Regions from separate parts of the Mus musculus genome. Here region 2 is linked to region 1. The links are chromatin contacts, called in public Hi-C maps. All regions are on one chromosome and are shown on one strand. The core of a region is the stretch at or near the end of the contact, and the rest is flanking DNA. Distances in the headings are between cores, read along the strand shown. Region 1 overlaps Trio (triple functional domain (PTPRF interacting)). Region 2 has its middle 22 kb from the start of Dnah5.

The links. Hi-C and Micro-C count contacts between places; a contact is called where the count stands out from the background.
Region 2: a contact with region 1 is called in a Hi-C map of cerebral cortex, with 3 times the contacts expected there. The contact joins two enhancer-like sites. A contact is called at or near these places in 2 of 15 datasets of contacts at CTCF or cohesin (both in embryonic stem cells), 12 of 484 Hi-C or Micro-C datasets (CD4 T cells, Sertoli cells, bone marrow-derived macrophages and 8 more), 21 of 115 datasets of contacts at active chromatin or transcription factors (Th17 cells, astrocytes, bone marrow-derived macrophages and 15 more) and 1 of 9 other capture datasets (embryonic stem cells).

The regions. Positions count from the first base shown.
Region 1 is chr15:27,882,842-27,887,039 of GRCm38.p6, reverse strand. All of the region lies in intron 9 of Trio (triple functional domain (PTPRF interacting)), which reads left to right. Among named protein-coding and RNA genes, the nearest start is that of Gm29975, 110 kb to the left of the region's middle. Within about 2 kb of position 2,214, at least 100 of the 459 cell types and tissues checked have an H3K27ac peak or open chromatin away from gene starts, as enhancers often do. A contact at or near this core is called in cerebral cortex and forebrain, where this site is marked.
Region 2 is chr15:28,179,957-28,184,154 of GRCm38.p6, reverse strand. It overlaps a transcript of Dnah5 not described here. Among named protein-coding and RNA genes, the nearest start is that of Dnah5, 22 kb to the left of the region's middle. Within about 2 kb of position 1,989, at least 60 of the 459 cell types and tissues checked have an H3K27ac peak or open chromatin away from gene starts, as enhancers often do. A contact at or near this core is called in cerebral cortex and forebrain, where this site is marked.

The DNA.
Region 1 (4,198 bases), core at 965-3,464:
CCTGCCCCACACTTGTTCAGGTAGGGTCATTCACTGTCAGGGAAGGCATCCAAAGCAGCGTGCGCTCAGACTTGTTTTTCTGCCCCGCCTGTTCAGCTTGCCCAGCTCTTAGAGTGCTGGGATTCTGTTACCCAACACGACAAGGAACATGGCCTGGCAGTCTACTTTCCTGAGACCAGCCAGGCCATCAGATGCTCATCAGGCAGGGAGACCACTCCCTCTAAAGCCTCCTTTTGCTCCCGGGACCTCATGGGTGAGCATCGTTCCGGAATTACCTCCTGGAAGCATTCCTTCCACGTAGATGCTGTATTACAAAACATGCTTTCCCAGGCAGTCAAGCGCAGTGGTGTGTGCCAATGGTCCCAGCTACTCAAGAGTCTGGGGCAAGCGGGTCACTCGAGCCTGGGAGACAAAGGCCAGCCTAGGCAGCATTAGTGAAACCCTGTGAGAAGAAAAACAGTGAGGAGACCTTTCTTAAGTGACTGAGCAGACCTGGGTCATTCTAGAATCTTCTCACCTGTATGTCTTCCTCCCACTGGGGGTACAGAGGTACTGTATTTGTTGTGTGAGTCCTTTTTCTAGGGAGATATAAACAGATACAGGCTCCTGTCGAGAAAGATCACCAAAAATATGACTACACCAAAGTCTACCTTGGCGAGCAGGCAAGTTTATTGTGCTATTTAAAGAGCATGGGTGACCCCAAAGGAAACCATGTCATCAGACATTCTCACCACGCCACAGATGACAGCTTCCCCATAGGTGTGTAGATGGAATCCCACTTTAGTTAGCCTTCTATGATCTGTATGATCCAGCTCCCCCGAGACCACAAGGCCTTGCACAGTTACGGTAAAATGACATACTGTCTTTATAATGTCTATAACATGTGACCTTGAAGGAGGTTCCATTGATAGGGCAGAAAACACTATTAGCTTGGCCTGCTGAGGCTGAGTGTCATCTCCAGTTGAAGGCAAACCTGCAGGTCCACAGTGAGTCCTAGGATAATTTGGACTGCATGGTAAAAACATACCATTGTGCACTATGCACTGTCTTTTAACAGTTGCTGGAGTCTTGGGCTCTTTCCTCAACAACACACACACACACACACACACACACACACACACAGGCACACACACAGAGAGACAGAGGCACACACACACATACACACACACACACACACACACATACACACACACACAGAGACAGAGGCACACACACACATACACAGAGGCAGAGGCACACACACACAGAGGCACACACAGGCAAGCCTCCCCCCCCCACAGGCACGCCCACACACATTACACACACACACACACACACACACACACACGTTGAAGTGGACACGTCTTTTTGTGTTTTATCTGGATGTTCTCCGGGTTACCTTAAGTACTGTGGTTTGTATACTCTTCCTCTGGCAATGTCAGATTTCTTGTCTAGTTTGTACAAGCAGCATTATTAGAGATGAAAATGCAGTTTATACAAGATATTGCCACGGCTTCCAGCCGGACTTTCCACCCTCTCGCCTAATGTGCTGACCCCTAAGACCATATACTAGGTCAAGCCCTGCATGTCAAGCGTTACTCTTGAGTTGACTTCCGGGAGCCTTGTTTTTAGCTCGAAAGGGAGAATAGTGAAAGTCTGTGCATACTGCACCCCAGGGAGTGGGTACAGATTTAGAGCCATGGCGTCTTCAGACCTTAGAAAGCCTTGTGATCTGTGGACTTGCGGCGAAACCTGGACACGTCCGATAATCAAATACAGTGTTTCCAGGCACACACTGAAGGGCTAAGTGAAGATTACACTCTGTCACAAGTTCTTGTACTAATAGTCACAGAGAGACGAGTCCCCAAAGTCTGGCACATTAATTAGGGAGTAGGACCCTCTTACAGAACACTGTTTTACAGGCTGGGTGTGGTTTTAAGATGGCTAGAACCCTACCCCTGCGCAGGAGAACGTGCCGGGGCTTGTCCCGAGCACTCGCTAACTGGCCCTCGCCCAGTTTGAGTCTGTACTCTGCGGAACCACTTCTTCCCAGTCGTGTTCCGATGCTGGAGAGCTTTTCTCCTTCCCGCAGTAGCAGCACCTGCCCGTCAGCTGTGCCAACCCAGAAGAGGCAATAACAGAAGCTTAAGAAAACACTGGGAGGCTGCCTCCCTACCCTACACATTGGCTCCTCTGCAGAATAACCAAGACTCCTACTGCCCCTGCAGACTGAGAGTGATGATGGCCCTTCTGTGGTTCCTTGGGGAGCCAGAGGCTTCCTGTACGCACAGTGCAGGCCTGTCTCGGCAGCAGGTGCTCAGGTGGCAAGATGACTGTTAGTTCATGTAAGCCCACTGTGCCATCATCATGGTCAGGTTTGTCATTATTCAGTGATTTCCTTTTCTTTACGAAAGGGGGAGTCAGGTCAAACCGTCAGCAGTTTTCTGCACATTTAGCTGAAGCATGTAAGTGCTGCACTCTTTTCAGTGCCTTGACCTTGGAGCTGTCCACTAGAGGGCGCTGATGAACAGGAAAGATGCTGGCACCCTGCCTTCTGCATAGAGAGGAAGGTGGTATTAGCCTCCTAGATTCTTTGCTCTGCTTCTGAGCCATGTAGGGAGGAAAAAGATTAACTTTTGACTTGTTCTTCAGCTTAAGGGGGAGGGCAGACCCATCCTGCCCTATTTATGGGGCTGGGATTTTTATTTTATTTTTTTTATGACACAGAATTGACAACCATTGGCTACAAGTGTGATCAGAGATGGCGGCTGGACTAGGGTGATAAAAATCCAGTGACTTGCTAATCTTCTTATATTTAAATGAAGGGTTTGTGCACATGTCTTTAAGATGCTGTGACTTTCACAAATATATTAATCCACAGTCTCCTTGCCAAGAAGGAAATTTTACCCAGGCTTTCTAAAGAGACAGTAGCCTTGTGGGAGGCTTGGGAACTTCAGCAGGATTCCATAACCATCTGCTCTTATCTTAATAAAGCGCTGGGTACGTGCACATCACTTCAGGCGCTTTTGTGTTTGCTGGAAACACAGTGTCAGCAGTAATTTTACATTCCTGGTGGGAAGAGCCAGTGCTAAGGGGAAAATGGCTGAGCCACACAGATAGATTGTATTTCCAAGCTATAGTCCCTGAAGTACTTCTCTCAGGGTTAAAAAAAAGATTCAGCTGTGGGGATTTGCTCCCTCTACCTATCCAGCAAATGTTTATCTCCAACACTGCGAAGCAGTGCCTTGCTTCAAGTCTCTGGAAGTTGAGAGGAATTGCCAAGCGTTTGACTTTGCACTGCCCTGGGTTTTTGTTTGTTTGTTTGGTTGGTTGATTTGGTTTTGGTTTGTTGTTGTTTTTAAGTTAAGGAATATAAAGAATATACCACAAAGAGTTGTAGGGTTTTGTTTTGTTTTTGTTTCTTGAAAGTCTTCCCCCCTCTATCCCTTCCAGAAGCTCTTACAGGTAGGCGATAGGTTGGAGCTTAGATGTTAGGTTTGCCCGGCAAAATCCTTTTCAACTTTAAAATACTTCTTTTGTTTGTTTGTTAAAACTTTATTATAAAGAACTTACAAATAAAAATCTCACATATTGAAATGTGCCACGCCCAATGAACTTGTCAGTGAACTTCTGTCTATCTTGACTGCTGCCCTGAAGCTTCAGGGTTCCCTGGTGGACTCCCCAGTTCTGTGTGGAGTTGGTCATGCTCACGGAGACAGTCGTTAAATGGTTCGAGGTTGAGACATTGCTTTTCAGAGGGGAGTGAGACACACTTACGAAGGCCTCCTCAGGAGACCTAGATCTCCTGGGCAGCCAGTAGAGAGTGCAGTCGGCTTGGAGTCCCTCACTGCATTTATAATTCCAACGACAGGTGTGTGTGCCGCGCAGCTGCCTCATGGTTGCCGTGGTGGGTCATGCGGACACATTTAAATCTTCAACTGCGCATGCTCATCACCGCTGACTGGGAGGGAAACTGAAGCTGAGAAAAAAAAATAGGGAACTTCCTCCCAGCGCGCAGTCAGATCATAGCTGTGTGCAGAGGGGCGGGTGTGGAAGACGTGGAAATGTGGTACCTTTCAGGGCAGAGTCAGCAGAACGGGTAGATGAGTTAGACCACACTGACAGCAGACAGATGGATCCAGGGAGCAGGGATGGTGGGCAGGTGACTGTCAGTACTGACGTGGACAGGTAAGGATCTGAAATGAACCAGGCATGAGAA
Region 2 (4,198 bases), core at 740-3,239, 300 kb before region 1:
ACATAACACATCTTAGATCTGTTAACATAACCCATTCAAGATGGCTGTAAGAGGAAAGATGAAGGAACGCCCAGGGCCAGGAAATGGCGTGGGTCTGGATGGCTGCCCTTGAGTGGCTAACAGCATCTCAATTCAGAGACAGGCTCTCACTCTTAGTGCCCAAGTACAGGTTCCTTTTAATTCAGTTCAGGACCCTACATACTCCCTGACTCAGATGCTTTGAGCTCATATTTGTCGGTATCCTTTCATGTATATGTTTATTCTTCACTTCAAGTTCAAATCAGGTACCATTATTTGCAGATGATAGGAATTTTTTATTTTGGGGTTTTCTCTACTATTTTCTTTCATTGAAGTACACTTTCATTGAAGTATAATTCATATTTTAAAACTACACATATTTAATACATGAACTCACACTCACAAAACCACCATATCCAATCAAGGTAGCAAAGATATCTATCGTTTTGTTTTCATTACTCCAAGTGGCAATGACAAATCATGTTCTGATAGCAAAGTTCTCAGGGCTGGGAGGAAGCGTCTTCCACAGAAATATGAGGACCTGTGTTTGGATCCCAGCACCCACCTAAAAGTCAGGCACGGGGTACAGATCTGTAACCTCAGAGCTGAGAGCACAAAGAGAAGTGGGACCTTGGAAGTTGTTTGCCAGCCAGCCTTGAAGAAGAGGAAGGAGGAGGAGGAGGAGGAAGAAGAGGAAGCAGAAGAATAGGAGAACGAAGAGGAAGGAGGGAGGAAAGAAGGAAGGAAGGAAGGAAGGAAGGAAGGGAGGGAGGGAGGGAGGGAGGGAGGGAGGGAGGGAGGGAGGGAGGGAGGGAAGGAGGAAGAAGAAAGAAGGAAGAGAAGGAGAGGAAGATCCTAAAGCCTTCAATGCTTTGAAATGTTAGCAATATTAGAACGGATTTGTGGAGTTTGTAGGTTTATGGATTACCAGGAATCAAATTAAAAACCATTCCCACCAATCTTTAAATGGACAGAGGCAAATCTTCTAGTTTCTTCTATTCCATTACTAAAACAAAGCCTTCTCATGAGCCCTTTCCTTGATCTACTAAGTATCGGACATAATAGGAATCCTCATTCAATTCCAAGTGCTCATGAGCACTCCTTGTCCTCAAGTTTATTTTTTCCACTAATTTATTTATTCACTTTGCATCCCTATTGCAGCTCCCTTCCCTCCCAGTCCACCTCTCACAAGGCCCCTCCCCCCATTCCTGCACCCCCTTCACCTCTGAGAAGAGGGAGGTCCCCCCTGGGTACCAATCCACCCTGGCACCTCAAGTCACTGCAGGACTAGGCACATCCTCTCCTCTCCCATCGAGACCAGACAAGACAGCCCAGTTATCGGACCAGGATCTACAGATGGGCAACAGAGTCAGGGTAAGCCCCTGCTCCCCTTGTCTGGGGACACTCATGAAGACCAAGCTGCACATCTGGCACATATGTGCAGGAGCCTAGGGCCAACCTGGGAATGTTCTTTGGTTGGCGGTCCAGTCTCTGGGATCCCCAAGGGTCCATGTTAGTTGACTCTGTTGGTCTTCCTATGGAGTTCCTATCCCCTTCAGGGCCCTCAGTCCTTCCCCCAACTCTTCCACGAGACTCCCCGAACTCCATCTAATGTTTGGCTGTCTTCAGTTCACATCGATTCCTAGAAATGCTGTAGAATGCAATTCTTTGTCCAAGAAATTGGGCATGAGGGCATTTTCCCTTAAGGTATTGATGAGATTTCAATGATTTCCTATACTTGAAAAAATAATGTTCATAAACTTCACATAAATTATACTGTCCTGTATAAATACATAACTTGATACATAGCATGTATACATCTCATTATATAAAACTTAAAGATAAGGTGTTTTCCAAAGAGTCATAATATCAAAATTCAAATGTATTTTATCAAACTTCAAGTCTGAGCTATGTCACTGGAATATTTCAGACTTCTCCACAAGAGGGCGCTGCTCTCCAAGCTATTGTGTGGCCAAGCCTGCTTAGGTATTTATTTCGAGCATTTCACCTGGTGTCACTCACATTAGCACGTGGACAGGGTGGCTCCTCAGCAGTGACTTTGAGAGTCATAAGTGAACGTAAAATGGCAATAGTTCTAGAGACATCTTAAGAACCACAGCTTCTCATTCTGTGTTCAGTGGGGCAAGGGAGGCTCGGCCCGAGGCTCGCCTATGACGTCACCCAGGCTTTCCAGCGTGAAGGATGTATGACACCCACCGCTCCCCTGTCTATTCCCAGTGTCTGTTACCCCTCTAGCCCTTGTCTTAGTCCCATAAGATGCTATAACTTATCACCGTAGACTCGGTGACTTCCCCCACCCCCTTCCCTTCTCTCTCTTTCTTCAGCTCCGCTCTTTCCGGGCCATAGATTTTTTTTTCTCTCTCTCTCTCATTACAGATGGTTGTGAGCCACCATGTGGTTGCTGGGAATTGAACTCATGAAGAGCAGTCAGTGCTCTTAACCGCTGAGCCATCTCACCAGCCCGACTGGGTGTCTTATAAACAAAAGTCATGCGTCTCATAGTTCTGGAGGCTGGCTAAAAAGCCAAGCTCAAGGTGTTTACCAACTCTGTGTCATAAAGGCACATAAACGGTTCCTTGCTCATAAACGATGCTCTGTCTGAACTCTCATGACTCATCACTAGCCAAAGGCCCCACTCCCTAATACTCTGGGGCCGAGGGTTTTACTCGGATTAATTTGTGGAAGATACAAACATGCAACCTGTAGCACTCTGGCTTCTTCCTAAGAAATGCTGTGCCATGGGGCACTGATCTTATACACATGCATCCCATTAGCTCAGGGGACGCAGAAAGTCTCCTCAGGCCTGGTGGGTAAAAAGCACCATAGAATAGGGGGAGAACTCTAAATAGTTAATTTTTCCCTGGCTCAACAGGGAAAAATGCCTGCTTCATCTTCATGGAGCCTCACTGCTACCTAGCATTGCAGCTGGGCTTCATCTAACAGAGAAGAAAAGCCACAACTTGAAAAAGCATCTGTCTGTAGATCATGAAGCTGACTTGAAGGGCCAGTCTGAGGGCAAAGCCTTCACACTTCTTTCCCATCCCATGCTCAAGGGGATCTCTGTAGCCTTACTGAGAGAGCTGAGGTGCACATGGCCCAGTCTCAGCCCAAAGTCCCTTGTTATTGTTTGGCTTTTGTTGGGCTTTGTTTTGCTTTTTTGTGTATTGCTGGGTGTCTGGGTCCCTGTTCTATTGCTGTAAAGAGACAACATGTCCTTGGCAACTCTTATGAAAGAAAGCATTTAGTTGAGGGCTTGCTTACAGTTTCAGAGGATTCGTCCGTTATATTTATCATGGCAGGCATGGTGCTAGAGAAGTAGCTACATCCTGGTCTGCAGGCAGAGAAAGGGGGGGGGGGGGCTGAGTCTAGCATGGCCTCTCCATGACACACTTCTTCCAGTGAGGCCACACCTCCTAATCCTTCTAATCCTTTCAAAGAGTTCCACTCCCTGGTGACTCAGCATTCAAATATATGATCCCATGGGGGTCATATTATTCAAACTACCAAAATGGGCATTCCCCCAGGGTCTCACATATACTAAACAATTAATCTATCAGTGAGTTTCATCCTTCTTGCATTCATATACAAAGGATCAGAATTCTGAAACCAAAATGTTTGCTTGCTTGCTTGCTTGCTTGCTTGCCTCCCTCCCTCCCTCCTTCCTTGCTTATTTTAAGTTTTAGCTATTACTAGTATTACCTCCAAGAATATCTAAAGGAACTCAGCACATAATTTGTAGCAACATGTCTCAAAAGCCCTGGCTTCTGGCCCTACTCTGCTCATATCTTAAGACTTTTCTAGAAGATGTTGGTATAGGAATCTTACAAACTCGCCCCCTCCTTCCTCCTTCCTGTCTTTGATTCAGTTCTGACCCTTCCTTGCCTCTGTCCTATTGCACTATACTGTCCACTGCAGACTCTCCATGCAGAGTGGAGGGGGGGGTCTTCATAGTTCTCTCACCTGTGTCCCAAGTCAACGGGACTTAACACAGACTGGACTCATGTAAACATAAGCTGGTAGGTACTTGAGGAAGGAAGGTCCCAAGAGTTGGCTTACGTAGGATTTTGAGGGGTTTTCCCCCTTTGTCATATGTTGGGCACTAGAGAAGAATCTGATGCAGTAGCCCTGACCTCAGGGTCAAATAGCTCAGCCCATCACC